Regions from separate parts of the Arachis hypogaea genome. Here region 1 is linked to region 2. A link is a contact called in public Hi-C data. All regions are on one chromosome and are shown on one strand. The core of a region is the stretch at or near the end of the contact, and the rest is flanking DNA. Distances in the headings are between cores, read along the strand shown. Region 1 has its middle 19 kb from the start of LOC112696172. Region 2 overlaps LOC112696170 (RNA demethylase ALKBH10B).

The links. A called contact is a pair of places that touch in the nucleus more often than the background predicts.
Region 1: a Hi-C map of an unstated tissue shows a contact between it and region 2, with 4 times the contacts expected there. The contact joins two enhancer-like sites. A contact is called at or near these places in 2 of 8 Hi-C or Micro-C datasets (leaf and an unstated tissue).

What each region holds. Positions count from the first base shown.
Region 1 is chr6:13,960,384-13,966,424 of arahy.Tifrunner.gnm2.J5K5, reverse strand. No RefSeq gene overlaps it. Among protein-coding and RNA genes, the nearest start is that of LOC112696172, 19 kb to the left of the region's middle. Within about 2 kb of position 3,149, at least 3 of the 3 cell types and tissues checked have open chromatin away from gene starts, as enhancers often do.
Region 2 is chr6:13,883,069-13,888,753 of arahy.Tifrunner.gnm2.J5K5, reverse strand. It overlaps LOC112696170 (RNA demethylase ALKBH10B), which reads left to right. Exons shown (of 7, transcript XM_025748791.3): 7 at 1-267. It also overlaps the pseudogene LOC112696171. Among protein-coding and RNA genes, the nearest start is that of LOC112696170, 9.9 kb to the left of the region's middle. Within about 2 kb of position 2,468, at least 1 of the 3 cell types and tissues checked has open chromatin away from gene starts, as enhancers often do.

The DNA.
Region 1 (6,041 bases), core at 1,900-4,399, 77 kb before region 2:
CAAATAGCCATTGTACACATTGTACAAATAGTCCATTGTCTCTCTAGCGAGATCCTTTTTATATTTACATAAATTTTGCATTAGATCATAAAAATTATGATAATATATTATAAAATTATTTATCCTAAAAGTTTAGATAAAAAAATATATAAATGTATATAAGATTCTTTCACAAAATATTATGAAAGAAGAATGGGAATTTGTGACAATTATTTAAAGTGTGATATGTTTGTTCATTAATAAACAAAATGTATATAAAATCTCCTATCATGTAGTGGATTTGATTATTTTCCTTTTATTTTTGTAGAGTTGATTCAAAAGATGAGTATTATTCTTTCTATACTTAGCCCTTTAATAAAATCTATAAAACTGTGCTATAAAATAACACCTCAACCTCTTCCAATATCCACACACAAAAATCATTGCATACATTCACACACAAAAATCTTCTTCTTCTTCTTCTTCCATGGAAAAGAACAACACCAAATCAAGCACTAGCACCATATGTAGCAAAATCAGGGAAGCACTTTCAAGCTACCCTGCTTTCAGAGCTATTCATCGCCTCAACAGTAAGCAGAATAATAAGCATCAACACAACCACCGTTCATCAGCACCAAACTCCATCACAATCACAAAAAAACATGCAACTAATAGTAGAAAGATGAACAAAGAAGGAGGAAGAGGAGATCAACAAGGTTCAGTAATCCCCATCAACTATGATTACTCTAATAATCATAACAAGGTTGTTGTTGAACCTCCAAAGCAAGTAGCAGCAGGGAAGAACCAACCTGCTTCATCAACAAACAACAACAACAAAGGAGTAATGAAGATTCAACAACATCAACAAGAGACACTCGATCTTAATGGTGCTTTCAAAGAGTTCATTGATCGTGTTAGGAACGGAATTAACGGAGCTGAGCACACTAATAACAATAATAATGCTGGTGGATCCGCATTATTATCAAATCATGAGGCTAATAAGAAGATGGAAAACCAGAAAGATCACCATTTTTCTGAGTTCATTCAGAGTTCTAGGAAGAAGCTCAGAACAACATCAAATATTGCTTCCTTCAAAAGAGGGTAACTATTATACCATGTTTCACTAGTGTATGTGCATGTAATAATTAATGTAATTAATGTTGAGTTTGGCATAAAAAAATATATAAGATTCGTTAGTTGTTGAGTGGATTCAAAATAAGCTAAGGGCCCTCTTGCTTGTAAGTTCTATTGGATTATATATATGTTTTCTATATGAAGTTTTCTATTTTTCCTACAATTTCCCATCCTCTTCATATTTCAAAGGATAATGCTCATTACATTTGGATTTAGTGTTTACATTCTCTATATGATTAACATCTATCATATTCGTTTTTCTTTCTTTTTCTCTTATATTTACCCAATAAAAAATATTACATGATGACCAATATTTTCCTACCATAATTCATAAGCTGATTTGAGTCTCTTCAAAATTTTAACCTATAGTGCGGATAAAAAATTTTATAATAGCATTATTTATTTATTGATTGTGAAAAGTAGTTATATTTATTGATGTGATAATATGGAATTAATTGTATGCACAATAATTTTTGAAATATTAGTGTCTTTAATTAAAATTTTTTAATTAATTAGTTTTATAGATAGCAATATTTTTTAAAACTACATTCATTATTAAACCGGTGTATTTAGAAGTTCAATGATTTTAGGCACCAAATTACATTAATTATTTTTTTTTTTGGGCAGAGCATCACACACTTACACATATTATACACACTCATATACATTTAAGGATTTTATCTACTACTTAATCATATTGGATTTCAAATGTAATATATTAAAAGACATGTTTAGTCACTCAACTAAAACCTTATAATATGTGGGTAGGAATCGCAAATGAGTCGAACCTGTTAGGCCGGTCCGCGTAACTTACCAAAAAAAGTGGGTTAGGCTAAAAATTTAAAGTTGCCAAACTTAAAAAGCCCGCCTAACCTATATCGCCTAATATGTGGGCTTTGGCGGGGTGGAACGGATTTTTTCGACGGGCCTGGTATTTTTTTGTCAGAACTATTTTTTTACAAATTTTTATGATGTTATTAATTCAACAAGAGGATAAAGATTATAATTGAAAATGGTCTAAGTTATATTTGAATTATATTTTATGTTTGATTAATTATAAACTTAAAGATGTTTAATTATATATTTTTGACAATATTTATTTTGCTTTGGACAATGTTAATTTTATTATTTTGTTTTAAAACACTTGGTTTATAATTATGTTTATTATATATTTATAATTATAAAGATTTTAATATTTATAAATTTAAAAATTATAATTTTTTATGTCTTTAGAAATTATAAATTTATTGAAATGGTTGTGAAATTATATATATTGTTTAATATTTAATGTGTTATAAAAAAATAAAAAATTTTGACGGATTTCATCGATCGATCTACTAACCCACCGTTAGATGGAGTGGAAAAGAAATTCACGACCACCTCACCCGTTTGCCACCCCCATATGTGGGTGAGTGGATAAGCTTTCTGCCTAGGGCTGGCAATGGGTAGGGTAGGGTAGGGTTTGGACCCTACCCTAACCCTACTCGCGGGTTGAAAATTTCATTAAAACTCTACCCTACTCTATCTGCGGGTTGAGAATCTCTCAACCCTAACCCTACCCGAACCCTAAAATTATAAACCCTACCCTATCCTACCCTACCCACAGAAATATCAAATTTTTTCAAAGTAAATATAAAATTCAATTATTTCGAATTTTATACGTATTAATAACATAAAAAATAAAAAACTAATGCTCTAAATTACTAAATTAACTAACTAATTTAGTGGTTGTTCACTTATTATAAGTCATTACATAAGAAAGGTTGTGGGTTCAATTCTCACTTCCTTCATTATATAGAGAGATTTTTATAAAATATGTGTTATATATGAGGTGCGGGTAGGATACACCCTAAACCCGTACCCTACCCTACCCGCTGCGGGTAGGGTAACCTACCCTACCCGAACGGGTTGGACCGGGTTGGGTACCCGCGGGTAGGGTATGAATTGCCAGCCCTATTTCTGCCCCCTTTTATTTTTTGGTTTGGGTGGACTCTCCACTTGTATCCTAGATTTTTGTACAACCCGTTAAGCCCATTTCACTCGCGGATAATAAAGCCTTCAAATGACCTTCAATCCTGACCAAAAAATATGACCTCCAATGTAAGATCCAAAAAACCAAAAAAAAAAAAAACATTTAGTTTGATCCATGTCTATCTACGGTTTTGTTGCTATATTTAACAAAAATTATTTGGAGGGTCACATAATTTTTCAAACTTTTTTTTTTGGTGACTTTTCAAACTTTTTGTTTATCAAGAACAATATAATTTTTACATTCTCAAAAAAGAAAAAAATTGCCCATATATCCGTGTAAGGCCTTCGATATTGATATATAATTTGGTAAAAATTAAAAATAAACACTCAGGCGACAAACAACTTTTAGCATTGAATTAATGGCTTAATATTTTGGCCCCATTTATAAGAATATACCTAAGGTGAAGAAGTTGATTCCTCTAGAAATGTTAGATTTTTCCATAGTGAACTGAAAAGGGGAGAAAAAACTCATATTTGTCTTATAATGCCAACCACCCTTCGCTTCCTAATTATGATCATATGTTTTATGCATATTAAGAGCAGAAGTATGACTTTGGTAAGTGCTTCCAAGTTCCGACCTTCATGACAAAAAAAATAAAAAATAAAAAATATTATTTAGTAGTTATTAATTTATATTTTTAAATATTAAAATTTTAATTTTATTTATTTAGTTAATAAATTAAATTTTATATTAATAAATTTAGTGATTTTTTTTTACTTTAATCCTATGCAAGATTATATATATCTCTTAAATTATTAGTCATTATAAAGAGATTAAAAAAGTACTAAAATACTTTTTAGTCTGGTGATGAAATTTAATGAATTCCTCTTATTACATAAAAATTATTGGATTTAGATCCTCTAAAGTTTGAATTTCATTTTAGAGAGTAAAGTGTGATTTTCTACTCTTAAATAGTTTCTCTTTCATATTTATTCTTGGTCCCACCTATGAAATCAATGGTGAGAAATCACACTGTAATCTCTAAAGTAAAATTCAAACTTTAGAGAATCCAAATCCAAAATTATTACATCAAAAAATTAGATAAAAAATTGAATAACTTTTTTTATTTAATTTCTAAATTATGACATGAAAAAATTAGATTAAATAATTTTTTTGTTATATAAAAAAATAAAATAAAAAATCAAATAATTTTCTTTATGTTTAATTTTAACATATTTTTTTATTTTAATTTATTTTTTATTCAATTTCAATACTTATCCATCTAAGTATCCGTCGTTTCCTATTATATTTTGGTGAGTTCTTTGGTGGCTAAATTTCTCATGGTTAACGGTGGCTAGATGTTGACCATCCAATCTAAATTTGACACTTTGGCATAGATATTTAAAAGAGAATTTTTTTAACCGACTCTGTAATTAATGATTATGTTACAGTAATGTGAGGTAAGTTTTATATAGTTACTGTGATCGCAAAATTGAAGAGTGCATCAGTTAGAGTTTTGGAGTTTCTCGCCGGCGATTTTCAATCCAAGCAGTGGATCGCAGAAACACAAGGCTTATTGTCACAGTTCGTGAAGCTTCTAAACGAAGGAATTGGGGGACTTCACTGGGCCATTTTGTGGCTTTTGGCTTCGATTTCGGTGAATCAATTGGCGAATCCCGAGCATGCCCATTCAAAAATTGCCAAAGCAATTTCAAAGATACTGCAGATCATCGCCTCCAGCAGTTCCATGGTAGAGAAGTGCCTAAGATTTCTGGCGATAGTGATGACATGTGCTGATGGTATAGGGAAGCGATGGGCAGAGATATTTCATGCGCTGCAAAAGTGATGGAGAGATTGGCGAAGGTAAGAAAGGTGATGCCGGAAGATGCGGTGGTGGTGCTGTGGAACATGTGCTGTCTTTTGTTTTTGTAGAGCATGTGCCTGGATTTGATTAAGCCTTGCTAAATGCTCATTCTTAATAAGTAACATAAAAAAGAAAAATATGCCGTTTTAATGCTCGATTATAAATTAAATTCAATTTATTTTTTGGTATGGTATTTATTGAAAATTCATTTGTTCTTCCCAAAAATTTTGAATGATCAGTTTTTTTTTTTCTTTTTGGTAAACCCAATGTCCCAATTATAGCCCACATTAGGAGTGTTTGCGGTACGATTTGATTCGGTTTTTTAGTAAAAAATCATTCAATCCAATCATTTAATTAAACTGCGATTCAGTTTTTTTATCGAGATCATCCGAATCAAACCAAACTAATTAAAATTAGTTTGGTTTGGTTCGGGTTGTTCGATTTTTTCAATCAATTTAAAGAAAAACTTGCCATACTTTTTTACAAAGTCATATGATTGAGATCATAGAACATAAATGCGCAGTAACTAACAAAAGTCTTGAACTAATGAAATTCAACGACAAAAGAAATTAAAATACGATAATTAAAGAAGTTTAAAAATTCAATAGTCAACACAACAAAAAATAAAAATAAATTTTCAACAACAAATAGCCACATTTTGGTGTCCTCTCCAACAAAGTAACGAAACTTCTTTAAGCAAACGAACCTGAAATCAAAATGCAGTTACATAATAAGAATAATAATAATATAGCACCAGTAGAAAAGTGAGATAGTCCAAAGGGGAGTTTGTAACATCCTAATTACCCTAAACCTTGCCTCATGCCGTAAAGCAAAGTTTAATCAAAGGTTACGACAATTCTAAAGCTTATACATAAATATATATAGAAGGAATAATATATTCTAGAAGTCCGATGAAGAATTAAGCTCAAAAACAGGATTTGAAAATCGCAAAACGTACACTCGAAGTTACAAACTTAATGCACAATATATAGGTATAATATAACAAAATATAAGAGTATAATAATCATAAGATACTAGTCTAAGCATGTGGAGTTTAGGCCGACTAGTTAAATACTAACATACAGAGTTTTG
Region 2 (5,685 bases), core at 1,219-3,718:
GTCTTTTTCTTTTTGAACTTATTAGACGGATAGCTTATAAGGTATAAACTATAGAGTTCACAACAGGTTAGTAGGTGTTCCAATCAGTTTAAGGGCTTTAGAAATCTAGCTTTCAAATGTGAAGAGTGTGAACTGTGAATTAAGAGATAGGTTATATTTTTCATATTAAACATCAACATCATTCAAAGTTATGTTTATCTACTTAATACTGTATTGGTACATTTACATATCAGTACATTTACATATCAAATGATGCGTTTCCAAACATTTCTGGACTGCCACATCTGATCTTCATACTGTTTTAACTGAAATAGAAAGGTACTGCTTTAAATGCTTCCAATGAAGATTTTTGTTTCTTTAATTACTTTCTGATCTGTCATCCATCGTCTTCATACCTTCATTTTTTTCACTCAGCGGGCACTACTTGATACGTTTATTAGTTTAGAGAGAACTAATATAGGTAAATGTGCTTACTTATACTTCAAACTTTCAACACACTTAAATCAAATGAACAAGTTGCTGGTTAATTGTTTCCATTGATAAAGCTCTTTAATATAACAAATTAGACTAACTGGAAGAGCTATTTAAAGAAGAGTATTCCAAACCATGCAACTATAACCAATTCTGAATTTAAAAAGGATAATTTGCTGGCACTAATAATTACAACAGAGCGATTAACTTATAAAAGAAATAGTGAGGGAATTTGTCATGAAGAGTCATCCAAAATTCTGTTTGAAGTCATCATAATCTTATGAATATTCGAAACAACTGACAAATTTAAAAAGACAAGATAACCTATATAGAAACAATTGCCTTTCATACAAGAAGGACAAAACAAATGACACCACTATTTCTAAATCAATTTATACATACATAGAAACAAAGAAAATGCTAATTTAATTTCACTTATCAAAGAATAATCATAATCACACTTACATAATTATGCCTCACCAGAACTCAGATCAGTGAGCATCAAGTGTCTCAAGACTTAACAGCATCATCATCATCATCTTCAATGTCCCAACTCAAGGCTTCTTCTTCCTCTGCAACACTCAGTCGCTTCCGCACATCAACTTTGCTTGGGCTTCCACTCCGAGGCGGACTTGTCTTCTTTTCATCAATACTACTGAGATCCCCAATCTCATGCCAACTGAGATCCTCCTCTTCCTCGTGTGCCAGGCTCTTACTTGCCTCAACCACCGGAGGTTTTCCATCATCAACTTTTGTTTCCACTATCACTTTGTCATCAGAACCAGCTGCATAATCACTATTCTTCCCAGATTCAACCACTTCCTTCACGACTTCCTTGCATGAGTTGCTTCCATCATCCGCCTTTTGAGCAATCACTGAACTCTCAACTTTAGTTTCCCCAACAGAATCATTGCCATGTTCCTTACTTTCACTTTGCATTGAACTATTTCTCTTTTCCACCTTAGACTCCTCCTGAGAAGAATTTGCCCCCACTTCCACACTCAATTTCTTTGTTTCGACCACACCCTTTTCAGTTTTCACCAAATTCACCACCATCACCACCACCACCATCTTCAACATCTGTTACATCCCAACTCAAATCCTCCTCTTCCCTTGACATTGTCGTCACAAGCCTAGCCCTCACATCCTCAGCTTTTTTCAGCTTATATACCTTATAGAAATACCTTAACCAGAAACTTTCATTATCCACGCTATTCGGAACAAGCCTCTTGTAAATACTCTCCATAGCATCATTCTCACTAAGAAAACCCTCCAATTCCTCATCCTTCCCTTCCAACGAAAATCATGACTTCCACTTTCCATACTCTTCCAAATCCTCAGGCTCATCATTGTAAGTGCTAGCATCACCCTGAATAGCACGAATCTGAGCTTCAAACCTACTATACCCTTTCAAATTCGAGCAACTACTATCTTTGCTAGGGCTTTTAGTGCTTTTGTTGCTATTGTTATCGGAATCGAGATCGGCGGCTAGGATTGCTTCCTTACCTTGGGAGATGATCTGGGCCGTTCCTTTGACAACAGTAGATCCCAACTGATCGATGGCCTGGCCCACCGTCTCGAGGGAGCCATGGGCGACCTCGATCTCCTTCTTGAGTCCCGTGCCGAATTCTTGGAGGTCCCGGCGGTACGTCTCGATTATCGATTCGGATTTGGAGGTTAGGGTTTTGATCAGGCCACCGAACCGAATCCACCCGCTGCCATCGACGCCGTCACTGTGGTCGGCGGAGGCCTTGGCGGTGTCGGATGTGGAGGGATCAGGATCGGTTGCGTTTTGCGGGTGAGGCGTATTGTCGGATATCATGTTCAGATCCAGGGGAATCTGGATCGTCGGAGAGAATGGATTTAAAGAAATACATTGGAAAAAGAGATTAGAGTAAACGAGAAATGTGAAGTTTCTGTTGATCCTGTTGTGATACGATGTGTGCGTATCTAACTCTGGTCTCTATATATACCTCTTCCGTTTGAAGGGGATGCTACTAAAATGCACGTGCTATAGTTTCTAAGTTAATGATGAAACCCAATAAGACTGAGGCCCAATATAAATGAATTGCATACACTTCTTTTTTTTAAGTTTTGCACCAGATCTTAAGTTAAAAAGGTCAATGATTGTGGTTCATTAATTTTAATATGATTAAAAGATGTGTGTAACGTTGAGTTATGGAGGTTGCAGGGGTAATATAGTGTTGTGACGGCGTTAAATTTTTGAAACTAGGGGAGAAAAATTAGACCGTCTGATTTTTTTGTAGCAGAAAAAAATACACAAATTGGATGGTCTGATTTGTGTGTGCTTTTAAATAGTGATGTGTAATGAAATCGGACGATCTGATTTGATGGCTGCAACATTTTTAAATTCGTAATAAATAAAATCAGACTATCTGATTTTAATGCTTTAATAAATTTAAACGATTAAAACACGGTAAGACCGTCCAATTTGTTGGTTTATATATATCCAAAATTTGCTGAACATGTCCATTTCTTCTTTGTCTCTCTATTCTCTCTTCTGAAACTCCTCTAGTTCTATATTCTTCTTCATTGTTTCAACAGCAATGATACAAAGATTGAGAGCATATGATTTGAATATATCATAATGGACGATAGAGTGATGTTAAAAATTTATTATCATGGACAGATTTTGTTACAAACAGCTGAAGGAGTGAAATTTGTGTGCGAAAATCTGGTAGATATCATTATTCCATTAACAATGTCGTTTGAAGAATTAAAAGGTGTGATTTATGAGAAAAGTCGGTTCTCAAATATTTAGGAGAGTGTCGTACATTCTGTATAGACATCCTATATCCATATTCGGTGGGTTTGTTTAGTTTTAAATCAAATATGTAACTGATTAAGCGAACATGGACGATATGTTTTCAGTGTATATGGAAATTCGAATATAGATATCGTTCATCGAACTGTATATTGAGTTTGAACAATCTGAAGCAGACCAAAATATTGAGTTGAAAGATTATAACAGTGATAGCGAGGAGGAGTTTGAAAGTAACTATAAAGTCATTGATTCAGGTGGAGACGAAGATCAGGCTGATGGCACTATGGAGGCAGATGTGGCAGAGGTGGCAAATACACAAATAAACCAACCTATTTTCATGGACTCGCTAGATTTAGAGGCCATGCATGCACCAAAATTTTCTCATTATATGAATGTAAGTATGTATTTTTGATACAATATATGATTGATAAATATTATATATTAATTAGGTAGCATGATTAATTATATTATTAGTTACTTATTCAGTAAGGTTTTTTATTTAGTAAGTAGCATTGATTATTTATTTTTAATTATTTAATAATTGTTTATGCATATTTTATAATTTATTATACACTGTGGTTAATAATTTATTATTATTTATTTATGTTTATATTTTGAAAAACCAGGAATGTTGATAGATTTTATAATTTATTATATATTATGATTAATAATTTATTATTACTTATTCATATTTATATTTTAAAAAATGACAAATGTTGATAGATTTTATTATTTATATATATGTATATATGTATATTATTAGTTATTTATATTTATTTTATTACTTATTTATATTTATATGTTTAAATTATAAATATTAGAAAATTTCAACGGTTAAGACATATATTTAACAATTATTTATCAAAATACATATTTTGTGGTGTGAATGTAGCAGAGCTTTCTGTTATAGCGGACGGTGAATTCATCGTGAGAATGAAATTCAGTTTTAGGAAGGTAGTGATTAAGGCGATGAAAGATTATACAATTCGTCGAGGTGTAGATTATCGGGTGTACGAGTCGGAACCAACAACATTCTATGCTAAATGTACACAATATGGTGTAGGTTGTGACTGGATGATCAGGATTAGTAAAATGTGCAAGAAGTACTGCTGGGAGATAAGAAGGTATAATAGTAGTCACACTTGTACTAGAGCAACCATTTCTCAAGACCATTCGAAGTTGGGTTCCAACACAATTGCAGAAGCAATTAAGCCGTTGGTAGAAGCTGACCCATCTATAAAGGTGAAATCAGTCATTGCGGAAGTGCAAGTGAAGTTTAACTATACCGTAAGTTATCGCAAAGTATGGTTAACTATACCGTATGAAGCTTTGTCCATATGGTTTGAGACCATGTGTTACAAAGAGCCATCAGCAGTTGTTCACTTTGAAACAATGCCTGCATACTAGGGTGATGACTTAGTTCCTAATATCCGTGTTTTACATCGAGTCTTCTGGAGTTATTATCATTGTATTAGAGCATTCAGACATTGCAAACCAATAGTGCAGGAAAACGGGACTCATTTGTATAGAAAATATAAGAGTTATTTGTTGGTTGCAGTTTCACAGAATGACAACAATAATATCGTGCCTATTGCATTTTCCATAGTGGTGGGAGAAACATCTGAGGCGTGGCACTTTTTTCTCAGTAGCTTGCGACAGCATGTGGTGACACGTGACGGCATGGGCTTTATCTCCGATCGACATGAGTCCATCAACTCAGCTATTGCTCAGAGTAACGGAGCATGTTCTCCTCCTGGAGCTTTCCACATGTTTTGTATCAGACATATAGAGTCAAACTTCCTAGGAAAGTTTAAGGCCCCGTACTTACAGAAGCTTATCGTCAACATAGGTAAATTTGAATAACAAAAAAATTTGTTATTATTTCAGATTCTGTTATTGTTCAGTGTGTCAGATACCGAACGATTCGGGAAGGGCGTAGCCTGGAATCGGGTTGCAAGGGCAAAGCGGCGAAGCCGACGTTCCGAGCTCTCGATGCTGGGGGGTGTCACCTGCAAAGACACTCCGACGCCCAAGTTAGTCGAGTGTGCAGGCGGGAAAGCGGTAAAGTGGTTTATGACGTACCTTGGGGGAGGGGTAGGACCCTCCCCTTATATACTTTGTCAGAGGTGGGTCCCGCAAGGGCAGAACCCACCTTCCTCGAAGCTTCCTTGTACAGCCGTGGTGGCCAGCTATCCTAGACGCGTGTCCGGGTCGGCGGATGAGTGCCTCACACCCGACTATTTAGGTCGGGTGGTTCGGGGGTTGGGGCGGCCCAAAGTTCGGTTTGGGCCAGGCCATAACAGTGCCCCCAACGCGCCAGCAATAGTCGCGTGGACTGTTGGTGGCGTGTTACCTCTTCTCTCACGCGTTGTCGCCAGGTCGGCCGTCCGTGGAGGGGACGTGCCTCTCGTGCGCGTGCCCGTTCGTTG